Regions from separate parts of the Mus musculus genome. Here region 1 is linked to region 2. The links are chromatin contacts, called in public HiChIP or PLAC-seq maps. All regions are on one chromosome and are shown on one strand. The core of a region is the stretch at or near the end of the contact, and the rest is flanking DNA. Distances in the headings are between cores, read along the strand shown. Region 1 holds the start of Pdlim2 (PDZ and LIM domain 2). Region 2 overlaps Bin3 (bridging integrator 3).

Region 1 (3,952 bases), core at 250-2,749, 41 kb after region 2:
GAGAAGACTGGGAGGTGGGGCCCACTTCCACAGTACACCCCAAAGCAAAGGGAGAAGACGGTGGCTGGTCTCAGAGCAGCCCAGCAGGGCCTGGGCCTGGCGGGTGGTGACAGAGGAAGTGACTAAGTCCCTCCCTCTTCTAAGAGTTTCACTTCCCCCCACCCTGGGAGGCCTTGAAGACTCTGAGTTCCCCCTTCTAGGGTCTTCAGACTAGTAGATCCCCTAAGACAGGCAGCAGTCCCACTGACAAGAGGTCAGACTTCCATACAAGTGCTTGGTGGAGAACTGTGGGAAGGAATTAGCAGGTGGTAGGAGTGAACGCACCCCGCACCCCTTCACTACCTGTTTCCTGTTCCCTAAACGAAGAGCACAAAATACTTTCTACACTCTGTATAGAGTATACAGGAGGACAGCAAGCCTCAGGATAGCCCCACCAGACAGCAAGAAGTTAGCAGAGGCTGGGGCTGGCAGGTGTCAGACTAAGGTCTTCAGAGGGGCTACCTGGCTCCCTGCCTGACCCCAACAGCTGGGTTCAGATGAACAAGAGGAAGCTTGCTACCTCCTCTAGGGGCCTGCTGCACCCTAGTGAGCAGCCTGAGAAAGGAGGCCAAGGCTCATCTGCCAAGGGAAGCACACCCACACCCACAGCCACCCTGGTACTGGCCAGCAGGGCAAGTTCATGATGCTGCCAGTTTGGCCACAAACTTCTCATCCACAGCCCCCGCTGACCCACAAGGGAGTGTCCTTGTGGACCAGGCCCTCCTAGGATTTCCTGAGCCTCTAGATCTGGAGCCAGGAGCCAACCCAGGCAGGAAGCTGCAATGCCAGCCTGGGCACCACCCAGCCCAGCACCCATCCTCAGGCTGTCCCTGGGGAGATATGGGTCAGCAAGTATGTCCAATATCTCAAGAACATCAAGGCCTGGGGGGAGGGGGAGGCTGTCCAGGCCAGCAGTCCGACTGTCTTGTCCCCCAGGCAACTGGCTTTGCCTTTCACCCAGGCCCAGCCACGGTGTCCCAGGCTGATCACAGAAAGACTGAAAACGCCCTGAGATTCTCAGACCTTTGAGCCGACCAGTGGACTCAGTGAACTGCCTAGCTGTCAGTCTGGCTGTCCCCAGTACCAGTTCTCAAGCTTGCTTCCCAACAAGTCCAAAATACCCCGGGGCGGAGGGGGTTGGGGGTGGGACTGGGACTGGGACTAGAGGACGAGTGTCTGGGTCAGGGGAGAACCCAAGCCAAGGGGTATCCAGGTCGAAGAGAAGTTTCAGGGAAAAGGGGCTTTGGGCCGAGGGTAGGGTCCGGTGAGGAGGAGATCGCCGAGGGCGGTGGCCCGCGGAGGGTGCAGGTGGGCGCGCGCTCACCTGGCTGCCGCTTGCCTGTCGGGCTGGGCGGTCAGGCCAGCCAGGAAAGGGAAGGAGGGAGGGAAGAACGGAGGGAGTAAGGACGAGGAGCCGCCGCCGTTCCACCGCAGCCGTCTGTCCGACTCTAGGGAGAGCTCGCCCGGGGCTCCCAGACCTGCCTCCGCCCATGTGATCCCGGGGCCGCCCCTGCCGCCGCCCCTGGCCCGGGAAGCCGCCTCCTCTGCGCTGCCGAGCCGGGGCGCCGCCACCTGGCCCGCGCCTTGTGGGGGAGCTGGAAGTGGGCGAGCGAGAAGAGCAGACCCTCCTGAAAACCGCCTCTAGACTGAGACCCTTCCGAGGTGTCCACATCCTCCGGACTGTCCCTAAGCACAGGGGGTCGGTTCAAATGACAAACCATCCCCACGGTGCGCAGTATACAGAGACTGCGTCCCACCCCACAATAGGAAAGGATCCCTCGATGTCGCGGTCCCCAGACCTCTGTCAGACAACCGCTGGCTTGATGGACCTGTCTGTGGTCCATCCGATTCTTCTGCCCACTCCTGGCTCCGATGTTGGAGCAGATACAGTCCCGATACCCACACATCTCAAGCCTGGGCCACACCTCCACCCTCCTATCTCTTCCCAGACAGATGCCCCTGGCTTTGTACTGCCAGCGCAGTGACTTAGCCCCAGATACCCCCGCAAGCCTGCCCTGAGCAGGGAGACATGCCCAGACCCAGAGGAGATAGAGAGCACTTGGCAGGGTCATCAGGCACCTCCTCTCCCACCATTCTGCCTGGCATGGGCCAGCTCTAAGCACTACGGAGGACCCTGTCTGCCCAATTCCTATGCCAGACTCCATGACTCAGGGCAACGGTGTGGAGGTGGGGAGAGCAGGTGTAGGCCCAGGAAGGAGGAGCCATCTGACCAGAGGGTCCCCCAGAGCTATACCTGGCAACTCTTGCCCTGGGGAGTTGAGAGCCCACGCAGCTGCCTCCTGCCTCTTCAGTTGCTCTTACAACTTGGCACAGCGTAGAGCACACCTGTGGACCCAGCTGTAACCTGCCTGCCTCGGGTGTGAGTCATTCTCTCCGAGTTCCCCAAGAGAATTGCCCTCGCCACCCTCACCATCCTCCTCACCTACGACGCGCATCGGTGTGGCTCAGAGTCTCTGCACTTCCCAGCCAGCCAGGTTGCCTCCCTGGCCCCACCTCCCACAGTCTCTCCTTGGGCAGGTAAATGGCTCTACCACAGACTAATTCCAGGGGCCTCCAAGAGGGGCCCCTTGTCTGCTGCACCTGCTCTCCCTCCGCAGCTAGTTTGGAAGCCTTTTATGTTTGTTTGGTTTGGTGCTGGGGATTGAAGACAGGGCCCCAGATCTGTACGTATTCTCCCTTTTAAGCTCTACCCTCAGTTCCCTGAAAACCTCTTGAGCAGCCCTCGGGTAGGGCAGGCACTGCCTGGGGTTCACACTGTCCGATCCTCGAGTGTCATGGCTTCCTTTAACTGTGTGTGTGGTGTTGCGTGGTGTGCTGTTTACTTTTTGTCGACTTGATACAAACTAGAGTTCTGTGGAAAGAGGGAATCTCACCTCACCGGGCAATTGCTTCCCTCAGACTGTCTTGTGGGCGTGGCTGTTGGGGGGAACATTTTCTTGATGGCTGATTGATGCGGGAGGGCCCAGCCCACTGTGGGCGGTTCCATCCCTTGGTAGGTGGTCCTGAGTGGTATAAGTAAAGCAGGCTGTGCAAGCCCTGAAGATCAAGCCCCATCGCTCCTGCTTGACTTCCTGCCTGGAGTCCCTTTGATGATGGACTGTGTTGTGGAACTGTAAAAACCCTTTTCTCCCCAAGTTGCTTTTGGTCATGTTCTATCCCAACAATAGAAACCCTGACTCTGACAGTGTTTTACCACAGCAACTGGGAAACAAAGCCAGGAAAAGCAGTTTCCACAGCTCTTTGGGGGCCTCGGTCCCCGCCCCCCCCTCCCGTCCCCCGTCCCCCGTCCCCCGTCCCCCAACCAGTAATGTTCATCTTACTCTCTTGTTAAACACCTGATTTCCCAGAGGAGAAGTTCAAGGATTACAAAGCAGAAAGGTTGAAGGATGTGGTAGGGAGGGGAGACAACAGAAAAGAATTCACCTCCATCTCATCCAATCAATGATTCAAACAATCTTAAGTGTTTATTGAGCACCTACTGTGTAACTAGTACAGTGCCATACTGTCCTCAGTGCCTCAGACAGGCTCTGTAAACACACAAAGGTTCGTCTGCAACTCTCCCTGCTCTGGACGGAGTATCCACAAATCCCATTGCAAAGTCAACTGACTAGCAGAAAGGACCTGTCCTGCTCTAAGTGATCCTGTGCCTGGTGCAAGTCACATCCTTCATCCAGCAGCCTCTGGATCTCTTCACCAGGTCGAGGTGCCAAAGTGGGCACCTCACAGACCTGCCTGGTGGCTGTGAGGGAGGTTCCAGAGCCTCATCAAAGAGGCTTGGATCTGTCCAGGAGTGGGGCGAAAATCTTTCAACCCTGAACTGTTTCATGAGGGCACCAAGGAATATAAAACACTAGGTTAAGGGATCAAAAGCAGGCCACCAGGGCCCTAGAGA
Region 2 (3,543 bases), core at 671-3,170:
CTCTTGTGGTCCTAGGTCACCAGCTATGTCTGTCCACCCGAGTGTCCAGAGGCGTTGAATCTCTTGGCTGTTTGTCTGTATCACAGCAGGCTGTCAGAACTCCTGGCTGGTACAGTGGGCACTGCATGGTATGGTAGGAAAGTCTTGCCCAACAATGAGGCCAACAACACGTCCTCATGGCTTTGTAGTCAAGGAAGTTGCCCCATTTTCTCACTCCCAAGAGACCTGCTTGTAGAGTTACCTCACCTCCACCCCTCATCTGTGTCAAGAAGAACATTTACTCTTGCCTGCCCCCCACCTCAAAAGTGGCTCTTCCCTGCGCCTGTCCAAGATAGGATGGCCTTTCATGGGGGAAAGGTAGCCTTGATGATGGTTACACACAAATGCCAAAACTTTTCAAACACAGCCTGCTCTGCGTGGCCAGTCGTCTGAGTAGTCACACCATACTCCTTTTCAGTTGTGTTAGGTAGGAGCGGCTGGGACCATCTTTCTAAAGCGTGCTTTTTCCATTTGTTCTTTTAATGGGAGAACCATTCCCTTTGTGTTTCCTCACGGTGTAAAGGAACCCTTAGCCAGGATCTTTCTTTTTTGTCTCCTGCCAGTGGCACTGTGACATAGTAGAGAAGGTGTTGACAAACATGGATACTCATAGCCCTTTCCAGACCATCACTCCCTGGCTGTGGCCCTGCCTTCCCCTGTTGGTTTGGTTTGATTTGGTCTTTAGTGTATACAGTCGGATTCCAGCCCTGCTGACCTCGTGCTGAGGCTCCGCAGCAGGACAGGGAGCACCGGCAATCACAGCCTAACATCTGGGTCTGGGGAGAGCTCTCAGTACTGTCTGTGCCCCACGCCATCCCACCTGTACAAGCCCCAAAGCCTCAGAGCCTTATGAGACTGGCACATAGTAGGTGTGTCGCACATGTGTTTGAGTACGTAGTGACTGGGACACACCCCCACATGAGAAGCCTGTTTCCAACCAGGCTGTGCCCAACAGGTTCAGCAGCATATTCCCAAGCCTCAACATGGCGGTGAAGCGGCGGGAGCAGGCCTTGCAGGACTACGGGAGGCTGCAGGCCAAGGTGGAGAAGTACGAGGAAAAGGAGAAGACTGGCCCCGTGCTGGCCAAGCTCCACCAGGTACAGGGGAGACGCAATAGGCTAAATGGAACAACCATTGCCACGGGGTCCTCCTTTCAGGACCTGCGGAACCAGGATACTAGCTATTTCCACCCACCCTGCCCCCTTCAGTGACAGCCCTGACTCCAAGGTCTTGTTCCCCAGGCCCGAGAAGAGCTACGTCCTGTGCGGGAAGACTTTGAGGCCAAGAATAAACAACTCCTGGATGAGATGCCGCGGTTCTATGGCAGCCGACTTGACTATTTCCAACCCAGCTTTGAGTCCCTGATCCGGGCACAGGTGAGACAAGGCTTTTCCCTTGGGGAATCATCTTTGTAGGAACCCAGTTCCCGTTAGACATAGCCATGCTCTGCACAGACAGCAACACCTCCCTGCACCAGGCTCTATGAAAGTTCATGTGTTGTCCTAGTCAGCCCTGGTGCCTGGCACTGATACTGTACTGGAACTTCTGTTGGGTATCCTCCATTGGCAATCCACTCAGTCCCAACCCTATGATAGACAGGGTTCCTTTTTGTTTAACTCTTCGCCCCTTGAGTTCTTCCTCCCTTGCTTAATTAAGCAAGCAAGAAAAGCCCTGATTGCATCTTTAGCTACCACTTTGACTGAGCAGATCCTTTGAGAGGCCAGTAGTGACTGCTTGTGAGCCCAATAGGAGAGTTCCATTAGCCAGAGACCACAGGAGTCTTAACTTTCAGTTTCCTAGGGAGGGGTCCTGAATAGGCTCTGAAATGCTGGCCACTAGATATGAAGTGCCCCCTCGTGGAGAACAAATGGGAGTGCAGACCAGTATGGGGGTGGCAGCCAGAAAGAGGGTAAAACCCAGTCGGAGCCCAGTGTCTCCTGCTGCTGGGTCCAATTGGGATGGCATGCAGCAGGCTCCTGCCCTCCTCTCGCTGTTCATCTTCAGGCTTGTTCTCACCACTGGCAAGGTGGGAGAGGCAGTGGTACTGGAGCCAGGAGCAGGGCTTCTGCACACAGACCTCCTCACTGATCGCGGGTATTGGCTTCCATCTCTGGACTCCAACACTCTCTGGCCACCAAGCTAAGGCTTCTTGTCCACAAATTCTGCCTGCCCTGCTTCTTGTCTTAGCTGCACCTCTGCTGCCCTCCAGTGGACATCATCATTCCCTGTTGCTTTCCTAGCCACAGGGGCCATGGTAAAGCCTGATTCCCACTTCCCAGCCTTCATTTGGAATGATACCCAAAGCCATGGCGTAGAATGCCCATCAAGAAGCCCAGGCAAGGTTTGGACTGGAGCCTGGACTTGCTAGTGACACGTTTTCAGTCCGGTGCTCTCTAGGGAGTGAGACAGACAACAGAAGCGGGAGGATGCTCTCCTGTAGTCCCTGCAGGTGAGGGCTGCCTTCCAGCTGCTGCACCCTCTGTTTGGATGAGGCCTGGATTTACAGGAGATCTTGGCCTGCTCTCTTTTGCTGACACCTGCCTCTGCTTCTAGTGAGCTGCATACACCATCCCCACCCCCAGATCCTTAGAGGAAGCTGCAGGGTGCCCAGGCTATGGGGTACCCCGTAACCAAGCAGCAGGGTAGCCAGGGTTGTTTACCACCTCTCCCTGTGCCAGCCTCCTTCTCACCCGGCTGCTGCTGCTATTAGTCACTAGAGAAGTGCGCATTCCAGATGACTCAACAGGCATTGTGTCTTAGGCAGGGATTGGGGGCGGGGGTACCTGGCCCGCTACAACTTAGCTGGGGATTCTAAAGAGACTTCCTAGGATACCATGTCCCACTGGCCCTTGCTGCACAGCCACCCTCCCAGTCCCCATCGTCTGGTTTCTTAGATGGAAGGAGAATCCTAGAGACATCTCAAAGTTGAGGTGCTTGAAGAATGGGGACACTTTGATGAGATGTGATGTCACATCAGGAAGTGGAAGCTGAGGCAGAAATGGCCTCTAGCCTCTGTGGAAAAGTCGCCATCTATCACATAGAGAAACCCCTCCACTCTTGGACCTGCCTCCCACCTCTCACCCAGTCACTCTCACCACATCAGTGCTGCTTTTCTTCCAGGCAACTTAACCTAGATGTGATAACTAGCAAAACTGGGAAGGGGTGGGATCTGGGGAGCTGACACCTCCCTTAACTGGACTTCTAGGGCCAGCTCTCAAGACTTGGGGAGCCAATGTCTGCTGGGTTCTTCTTCCATGACCAAAAGCCCCTGGCTCCTCTCCTTGCTTAGAAACAGCAGTAAGCCCCAGGCCTGCCCTTGCCCACATACTGCCCTCTGGCACCCTCAAATGTAGTCTCCCTGCCCAATCTAGCTATTTTGGTCTTGACAAACCTTTCTCTGTGGTATATATTTCCAAAAGCCCCAGCTGTGGTTCCCTACCCCTAGACTGCTGAGGGATAGATAGATAGGGTGAGGTCTAAGAGGCAGTGATGGAACAAGTGAGA

Evidence for each region. HiChIP or PLAC-seq counts read pairs in DNA pulled down with a chosen protein or histone mark.
Region 1: a contact with region 2 is called in a CTCF HiChIP or PLAC-seq map of the NIH/3T3 cell line, with 10 read pairs. The contact joins the promoter of Pdlim2 here to the enhancer-like site in region 2. A contact is called at or near these places in 9 of 39 promoter capture datasets (3T3-L1-derived adipocytes, the C10 cell line, HPC-7-derived erythroid cells and 5 more), 5 of 15 datasets of contacts at CTCF or cohesin (the G1E-ER4 cell line, the NIH/3T3 cell line, embryonic stem cells and 2 more), 52 of 484 Hi-C or Micro-C datasets (the AML12 cell line, B cells, the Ba/F3 cell line and 26 more), 5 of 115 datasets of contacts at active chromatin or transcription factors (the HPC-7 cell line, embryonic stem cells, epiblast stem cells and 1 more) and 4 of 9 other capture datasets (adipose tissue, embryonic stem cells, liver and 1 more).

The regions. Positions count from the first base shown.
Region 1 is chr14:70,175,316-70,179,267 of GRCm38.p6, forward strand. It overlaps Pdlim2 (PDZ and LIM domain 2), which reads right to left and starts at 1,500. Exons shown (of 10, transcript NM_001253736.1): 1 at 1,364-1,500.
Region 2 is chr14:70,133,456-70,136,998 of GRCm38.p6, forward strand. Bin3 (bridging integrator 3) reads left to right here. Exons shown (of 9, transcript NM_021328.4): 7 at 995-1,136; 8 at 1,281-1,415. Among named protein-coding and RNA genes, the nearest start is that of Ccar2, 19 kb to the right of the region's middle. Within about 2 kb of position 1,921, at least 75 of the 459 cell types and tissues checked have an H3K27ac peak or open chromatin away from gene starts, as enhancers often do. A contact at or near this core is called in the AML12 cell line, the HPC-7 cell line, the NIH/3T3 cell line and 4 more, where this site is marked.